3 separate regions of the Mus musculus genome follow, and all the other regions are linked to region 1. Evidence: chromatin contacts called from public Hi-C and HiChIP or PLAC-seq data. All regions are on one chromosome and are shown on one strand. Each heading gives the region's core, a stretch centred on a gene start, on an enhancer-like site or on the middle of the called end of the contact. The rest is flanking DNA. Distances are from core to core; before and after follow the strand shown. Region 1 has its middle 16 kb from the start of Gm32955. Region 2 has its middle 21 kb from the start of Gm33286. Region 3 has its middle 37 kb from the start of Gm25623.

What was found. Hi-C and Micro-C count contacts between places; a contact is called where the count stands out from the background. HiChIP or PLAC-seq counts read pairs in DNA pulled down with a chosen protein or histone mark.
Region 2: an H3K27ac HiChIP or PLAC-seq map of SST interneurons shows a contact between it and region 1, with 6 times the contacts expected there. The contact joins two enhancer-like sites. A contact is called at or near these places in 3 of 115 datasets of contacts at active chromatin or transcription factors (SST interneurons, fibro-adipogenic progenitors and stem cell-derived neural progenitor cells).
Region 3: a Hi-C map of the N1E-115 cell line shows a contact between it and region 1, with 7 times the contacts expected there. The contact joins two enhancer-like sites. A contact is called at or near these places in 1 of 484 Hi-C or Micro-C datasets (the N1E-115 cell line) and 1 of 115 datasets of contacts at active chromatin or transcription factors (embryonic basal ganglia).

Annotation. Positions count from the first base shown.
Region 1 is chr4:33,586,069-33,588,643 of GRCm38.p6, forward strand. No RefSeq gene overlaps it. Among named protein-coding and RNA genes, the nearest start is that of Gm32955, 16 kb to the right of the region's middle. Within about 2 kb of position 1,298, at least 136 of the 459 cell types and tissues checked have an H3K27ac peak or open chromatin away from gene starts, as enhancers often do. A contact at or near this core is called in the N1E-115 cell line and SST interneurons, where this site is marked.
Region 2 is chr4:34,327,286-34,329,860 of GRCm38.p6, forward strand. No RefSeq gene overlaps it. Among named protein-coding and RNA genes, the nearest start is that of Gm33286, 21 kb to the left of the region's middle. Within about 2 kb of position 1,271, at least 10 of the 459 cell types and tissues checked have an H3K27ac peak or open chromatin away from gene starts, as enhancers often do. A contact at or near this core is called in SST interneurons, where this site is marked.
Region 3 is chr4:34,121,865-34,124,439 of GRCm38.p6, forward strand. No RefSeq gene overlaps it. Among named protein-coding and RNA genes, the nearest start is that of Gm25623, 37 kb to the left of the region's middle. Within about 2 kb of position 1,302, at least 5 of the 459 cell types and tissues checked have an H3K27ac peak or open chromatin away from gene starts, as enhancers often do. A contact at or near this core is called in the N1E-115 cell line, where this site is marked.

The DNA of each region.
Region 1 (2,575 bases), core at 48-2,547:
GTTGAGAATCACCAGTCTAGTGGGAAACTGAGCCCCATTTCTTTATACCATCCTGAGAACTGTGTTTTGATCGTCTCACATTCTCTCCCTAGTTTCTTGCCAGCTCATCCTCAAGACTGTAGACTGGTGTCTACAAGGATGTTACCCGTATCTATAGTCCTTATTAGAATGAGCTGGCCGGGCCTTTCTTCAGCTTGAAGTCACATTCAAAGTACAGCCTACCTCTCCAAGATAGTCAGTGTAGTGAACTGAAAAGGTGTGGAAGACAGATCGCAGTCCTAAACACAGACAATGTCAAGAAATTCTCTCCCTCCCCAGTCCCACCAACTCAGTCCCACCTCCTCTCCTCAGTGGTGGCTCACTCCTTTCTCCTTCACCAGCCATCCGCTGCCCTGCCCGAAGCAGACCTAGCCAGGCTCTCTGGTTCTCCTCACACAAAGCCCAGGCTAGAGGTCTCGGCTCTGAATATTTATGTCTTAATTCTGTGTCTCTTGGCTTGTATTCCTCCCTTCAGTGTTAGTTCTGCTTTGTGCAAATAGCTTCATTTCCATGACAGATGCCTTTGCAAGGAGAATGCTTAGATATGGAACCGGCAGCCTTAGAGAGCTGTACCAAGCTCACAGGACTCAATAAACAAGGGGTGACTGGGTTCACTGCCACAAAAAACAAAAAGCCTACAGCAGCCTGCAGGAGCCCTGAGTTCTTCCGCAAGCCTGTGGCAACAGCTCCCTCTGCCTGAAGAGCCCTTTGTCCTTTTGGTCTCTTGCTTTTCTTTTTCTTCCCCAGTTGTTCCTTTCCCTCACCAGCTGTGAACAACAGCTCCCGCAGACTCTGTCTGCTACAGAAATGGTCTGACTTCTGGTGTGAAGGAAATGAGAGATGAGGGGGAAGGACCTGTGTGGCAGGGGCCGTGAGTATAAACACATACTGGATCATACAGATATTGGGAAGGAAACCCCACACTCCCCTCCTGAAATGGAAAGTTAACCCTTGCAGCCAAAGCACGATGTGAAAATGAAGCTCTCCCAAGTCTGGCAGGGAGAGAGATCTAGAAATCATTCTTGGAACTTGCAGTGCGGCCCAGCGCTGCAGGCATCGAGGAGGGCAGAGGAGGGGGTGAAGATCCCCAATAAAATAAACCACGAGAGAGATTTTATGCGAAAAAGATAACTATAGCTGACAGGATCAATTTCTTGGTACAGGAGGGGTCAAACTACTTAGAAAGCATCTGTGAGGAGAGGTGGGATGGAAAGGCGGGTCACGTGCCGCTCCAGGCCCCTCCCAAGTCAGACTTGTACTGGCTGAGGTACTGCCCCTGAAGCGCACGTGGGAGGAGTCTTCTGATCTGAGCACAGCATCTGCCTGGTGATTCCTGCTGGTGATTGACTGATAATTAGACATACTTACTAAGCCATTTCAGGGAACTTAGGGAAAGAAAGTGATGTTGCAGGGATATCTGAAAGTGAAGAAGAGCAGTTCTGAAAAAGAGACAGAGTCTCATGCTACCTTCCCCCCATAATCCAACTCAAAGTTCAAATCTCCGGTGAGTCCCCCTGCCTGGCCACCCAGACTTCATCTGACATTCAGAGTCAATGGTCTGGGCTGGGCGAGTAGTGCTGGCATCTGCGGGTCACACGAGCTCTTAGGATTCTAAGGGGCAGTTATGATGAGAGCCCTGAGTCAGCCCTTCATAGTCCCTGGCTGAGTCATCTTGCTTTCAACGACACTTCTTCCTAAGCCAAGTGCCTGCAGATGGTGTGAAGCCCAGTCACACCGAGAGCTTAGTGACTTGATGATTGTCTCTAAATAAGGAGTGATGCAATCTCATTTCTATTTTAGGAAAATGACCGCGTAGGAAAAATGGCAGCGGGACTGAGGATGGAGAGCCCGAGGCTAGGGGAACCAGTTGGCCACTTGACCAGTGACAGCTATCAAGGCCGTGACTGACGGATAGGAGAGGCTGAAAACATGGCTCAGGCAAAACTGACAGTTCTGGCGACTGTGGCGGGGGCAAAGGCAAGAAGGGTTGAGCTTCAAGATGGGAAGTCAAAGTCAGGGACAAGACTAACCAAAATGAGGCCAGTGGAGCTGGAGAGGGAAGGACCCCATCTGCCTGAATGCCTGTTTCCTGTTCACATCCTGGGCCCCTAAGGGCAAGGCAGGTTAAACAGAGGATAATTGGTGTTTGCGGCTAGACTCAGGGCTGCTGGAGGGTGGGGCTCATCTTCTCCCGGCCTAGCACCTACAGCAGTCAGCACATGATTGACACGCAATGTCTCTTGAGTACAGAAATGAGTGGCAGACGAAACTGGAAACAGTCTCACTGGAAAACCTGAGTTTTTGGGGTCAGTCTATGACAAAGATGACTTCACATAGAAGCCAAGATCTCTATGAAAGCCAGTATGGTTTCTTTCTATATGTGGGGAAAGAGGAGCTATGCCAAGAGCCTGCGATGCCATTGGGTCTCTATCAATGTCACAGTCTCCTTGGCGTGGAGGAGGGAGATGGGGAGGACCTGCAAGAGGGTCTGGTTAGCAGAACTTAGACAAAGGGGGAACGTACCACTCAGCTCTAC
Region 2 (2,575 bases), core at 21-2,520, 740 kb after region 1:
AAGCCCCAAACAAACTGCCATCAGAGAATTATTTCCTTAAGAAAGAATAGTTGAATGAATTAGCCGGGTTGCTCAAGTTCCCTAGTGTCATTTCCCTGCAGTTCTTTGCATATGTCAAGTAGAAGGATTTAGGCTTTAGTTAGGAGAGGCGGGGCAGTGACTGTGGCTTAAGGGTGCTTTGCTTGTGTAAATACCAATTTAGTATTCAGCACCAAGACTAGCAAAGAGCTTTATGAGAAAACATGCAGACACAACTCTAATTATAATATAGATGAAGACCTAGGAAATCCCCTCGTATATTTTTACATATGTTAAGTGTGAACGTGGAATGTTTCAAAAATGGGCATCCCACACCTGTATCTTGAAGACTGGCTCTGCGTCAAGTTTTCGGGAGTGATTATTTAACTTGCTGATAGCTAGCTACTTAACTGGCTATAAATGTCAACAGCAAACTTATAAATGATCTCTATTGCAAAGCCATGGAGCTTTAAAAGAGTCTAGAGAGGCCTGCTACCTCAAGCAGGCAGACAAAAGTTTAGATTCTAGGCTCAAGCAACCATTCCGGGAAGATCTCCACACCCATTTAACCTGTGAATAGAGATTCTTCTGTTGAAGTCTCTTCATTTGAGATTAAATTATCTCTGTGTTTTGGAGAGACAGAAAATACATTGAAATTTAACGGGGAAGAGCCAAGCTCTCCAAATGTGTCATACTGACCACACCCTTCTGTAAATGTCAAGTGGTAGATATTGAGCATTCTGATTAACAATCTCCCCAAGAGCAAGGAAATGGGCCGTGGTGTCCAGGGTCCTGCTGACAGAGGGTGAGGACAGGGGACAGAGGCTGGGGCCCCCCCGCTAAGATGATTAGGGACCGTGAGACGCAAGCGCTCCCAGAGCAGCTGGAAAGCAATTACTGAGGCTGAAAAGCATGAGAATTTGGAATATTGTTTACAAAAATCAAAGAAAAAAACACCCCCGGCGCACGAGTCTTTTCAAATCAACATGTTTTGTTTCTGTTCTGAAACCACATCGCTCAGAACCTCAAGACCAGCGCGCCAAACTCAATCCACAGACACACTCACGCAGCTGTACACAATGTGCAGACAAGGAAATTGGCTCCACTTTTTCCCCCATGAGGAAAAAAAAAAGCAAAAGAACTGAAATGCCCGCCAATAAGAAGCTAGTTAAAGTGTTATTTGTTCACTACAGCAAACTACTGGGCGATGATGAGAGAGAGCGGGTAGCTATACTGATAAAACAAGCCCAGGACCACACACTGTACCTTCCACGAGAAGAAATGGCTCCCCTTTCAGGCAGACTCAGGAGCCACCTGAGAACATGGCTTACCAAATTTCAGCTCTCAGCCTGCGCCCCCTTGGCCAAGTGCCTTGCTCAAAGGCAAGATTTTTACGAGAGAACGGGAGGTGGGTGTGCTTTAATACGATATGCGCTTTTCAAAGAGCATACACACAACAGCTGAATATATAATTTTGTGCATAAAGTATTTCAGGAAAAAAAAATGCCCAAGAAACTGTTAATAAGGTTGCCTCTAGAGAGAAGAGGCTGCAGGAAAGAAAATGAGTTTTTACTGCATTCTTTTTTATGTTTTTGCTTTCTAATTTATTTGTTCAGAAACTGGGTCTCACACAGCCCAAGGTGGCCTCAAATACCTTGGAGTCCAAAGATGCCAGTGAATTTCTGATCTTCTTGCCTCTCCCACACCTGGGTCTTCAGCTTATATTTAAACATGTGCACCATAACTCCCTCCATAGAAAAGTGGTGCGTGATTCTTTCCTTTGTTCTCACCATGCTTGGAGCCTCTTGAGACAAAGGCTATGGCTCCTGCTCTATGCAGCCTGTCTTCTGACTCCCCCACACCTCCCAGTGGCAGACATGGGGTGTCCTGGCCCTTTTCTGCCCTACACTTTAGCTGAATAAAGTGCAGGTTTCTGAACTGGGTCGTGCTTTGCTGTTATAAGTTTCTCAGGAATAACGACAGCCCTCCAAATTCTATTCATTAGGCTCTCATTGTAGCAGTACTCACTCTGATCAAGTCAATCATGAGGTCTTTTTAATCTTTGCCAGCCATAACGGGGAGATCATGGAGTGTAACACTGTAGTGGCTGATAACCCTTGCAACGGTCAGTTCTAGGCACAGATTGCACTGTCTGGGATGTTGTGTATCTGGGAACAGGAAAGATCAATAAAACCTTTGGTGCCAAAGCCCCTACCAAGAACTTCATCTGCAACTGCACGTCCTCTCAGAACAACACCATGCTAACTCTATTCATGCTCTAAACTCTAGTAGCAGTCCGGCACCAGGACAACTCTATAAGCACGCTTATATGCCCAGTGTCTACTTTACACACCGGTCCAGTAGAGATTTCCATACTCTTCCAGTAGAGATTTGCTGCTGTAACTTCTGTCGTACAACATGGAGTTATCTGGAAACATGAGGCTGAATTCATTACAATGGTAAGTAACAATTCACCTATTATCTGAGTAATTAATATATATTCACTGTATATCAGCTCACCTAGAAAATCACAATGGCTTCGATACATCTGCTGTAG
Region 3 (2,575 bases), core at 52-2,551, 540 kb after region 1:
CTAAATGTAAATCCCAAATGCAGGGGCTCTATTTCTTTTCTTTTTTTTTTTTTTTTTTTTTTCAGTATATGTGGCCGATGAAAATTTTCAGGTTTAAAAAAAAAATCAGAATTTTGGAAATTTTCTGTCCACCATCATGAAATTAGAAGATTTCCGTTGTTTAAATTCTTTCTTCATGTGATCAGTATTGATGCTTATATGAATTTTTTGCTAAAAGTGAGATCTGTAGAAGCCCAGCAAGACCATTTTCTGAATGGTCAATGTATGTATTTACATAATTCCATATGAGTCAAGACACATTCCAAGTACAACCTGGACACAGCCTTTATGGTAAAAGCTCACTGACACAATGGTTCATGCTTTGTCTTAAAGAGGTTCATGGTAGTCCCAAAGAAAAATACTTTTCAGTTATCTAAGACCACTAACATACACTTCTCTTCTGTGTGGGGACTCGTGCTTCGGACACTTTAAGAAGAACAGCACATGATAACACTCTGGTTCACACACGGGCATGAGGCCCTGTTATCTACTAATCAAAAGAATAATTGCCAAAAATATATATAATATAAAACCTCCATTCTCAGTATAAAGTTTTGGCTTTGGCCACCATGACATTTGATGACTTACTGCTAATGTAAAATGAATTAATATAAAATTAATATAAAATAAGTTGTTTCATATTTTAAATACTTCTAACATCACAAATATTTATACATGTACTTGTCATAAACCTCTGTGGGCTGTTGGTAAATTTTAAGGGTTTGAGTGGTGACTTAGTTTCTACTCCTCAACTTCTAAAATGTATTGGTGTCTGTTGGCCCAGAACATGGGTCACATACAGGGTCGGATGGCTCTAATAGGAGTATACATAAATACTTTAAATTTTATAAAAGTATGTATTTTTACATTTTGAAACAGGAGATTTTGTAATTTTTAATACACCTTATGGAATTGATATAGAAATAGTGTTTCACTTGTCACAATTCTACATCTTCTCCATACATTTATTTATGCTAAAAATAAATTTAATGGAAACTGTGAAAGACTATGAGAAACCCTGGCACCAAAATAAATTTTCAGAAGCAAGTACTGCATTGTCTTATTTTTCCAGCATTGGGCTTTTTCACCTAAAAAGTTATACACTATATTCTTCTTCCTTACATACACGCTGCTTCACAATCTGCAGTAACAGTTTGAAGATCTGTTTCACTCCGAGTTTTTGTAAGCATTTGCTAGTTACACAACTCGCAAGAGTGCTTGGAGAAACAGAAGACATTACTCACCCTTTACTGTTATCTCACCTTCTGGTATCAGCTATTTCAAGCTCTTGGGTTCGTTTAAGCTGGAAAACACCTCAAACTCACGCTGTGTCAGGCACTGACTAATTATTCCTCATCCCCTTTGCAACTCGATGGAAAATGACGGTGGATCCAGTGTTAAAACACAATTCAAGGAGGAGAGAGCAGAAGCCTGCATCTCAAGAGCTGGATGCCTCTCGGATACAGACCTAGTTTTGTATTAAGGTGCTAGAGAAGTCTCTTAGTGTCTCCAGGCCTAGCTTTCCTTATCCACAAAACAAAGAGCTAAACTAAATAACCTTCGAGTTCAAAGAGTTTGATTTCAGCAGCTTCTCAGATGCCCACCTCCATATCCCCTCTAAAGGGAAGAGAACATACGATCTCCCTAAGACAGCAGCCGGCCTCCACCTTCAGTCCAACCAAAGCCGTTCTTCTGCAGTGTCGCTTAAACTTTAATTAAAAGCCAGGCAGACGTGTTGAATGGGTGATAAGACATGGCTGCCTGAGCTCTAGGATCTATGGATTCTATTTCTGGCCCTGCTGCTTTCTCAAAACACACCATGTACCCTTTTGGAAACCTAGAGTTCCGGACAACATCATTAGTCTACCTCACAAGACTGTTGTGCGAAATAATTTGCAAAAACAGCACTGTAAAAGGAGATTGCAGAATGAAGCCTAAACATGCTGAGCTTTCATACCCTGTCCAACTAATAAGGCTGCTTTTAGTTGGAAAATCCTTAAGAATATAACTACTTAATCAATATGGCACCGGCAGTCTGACAAATTAGCATGGAGCCACAGGCCAGAAACCTGAAAAAAAAATTAAATTAGTGCTTAACAGAAATTGGACTACCAGCAAGATAGTTTCTGGAAATTTAAAATCCAATTCAGAAAGCTAGAACAGAGCTCTGTCTGTCTTCAAGGACAGGTGCATGTGATAGCCAGGTCTACTCTGACAGACACATCCCTTAATCATGAGTCAATGTGGGAAAGCTAACAGGAGTGTCATCAGAGTTTTACATCCATCTGCAAGACTAACTTGCTAAATAAGCTTCATAGTGGATTTGAAAAAAATACTTCTCAAATGAAAAGGCATTGCTGTTATTATTCTATTTAACATTTTACTGTGTCATTTAAAATGGGTACTTTAAGAACTATGGGCAGGGTAGATTGTTCTCACGATTGTGTCTCTTTTCTCTATTCCTATACAAGACATTACAGAGGTTGACAAAGAACATATAACTGCGGCATCCATGCAGGTCAGAGAGACAGCTGGA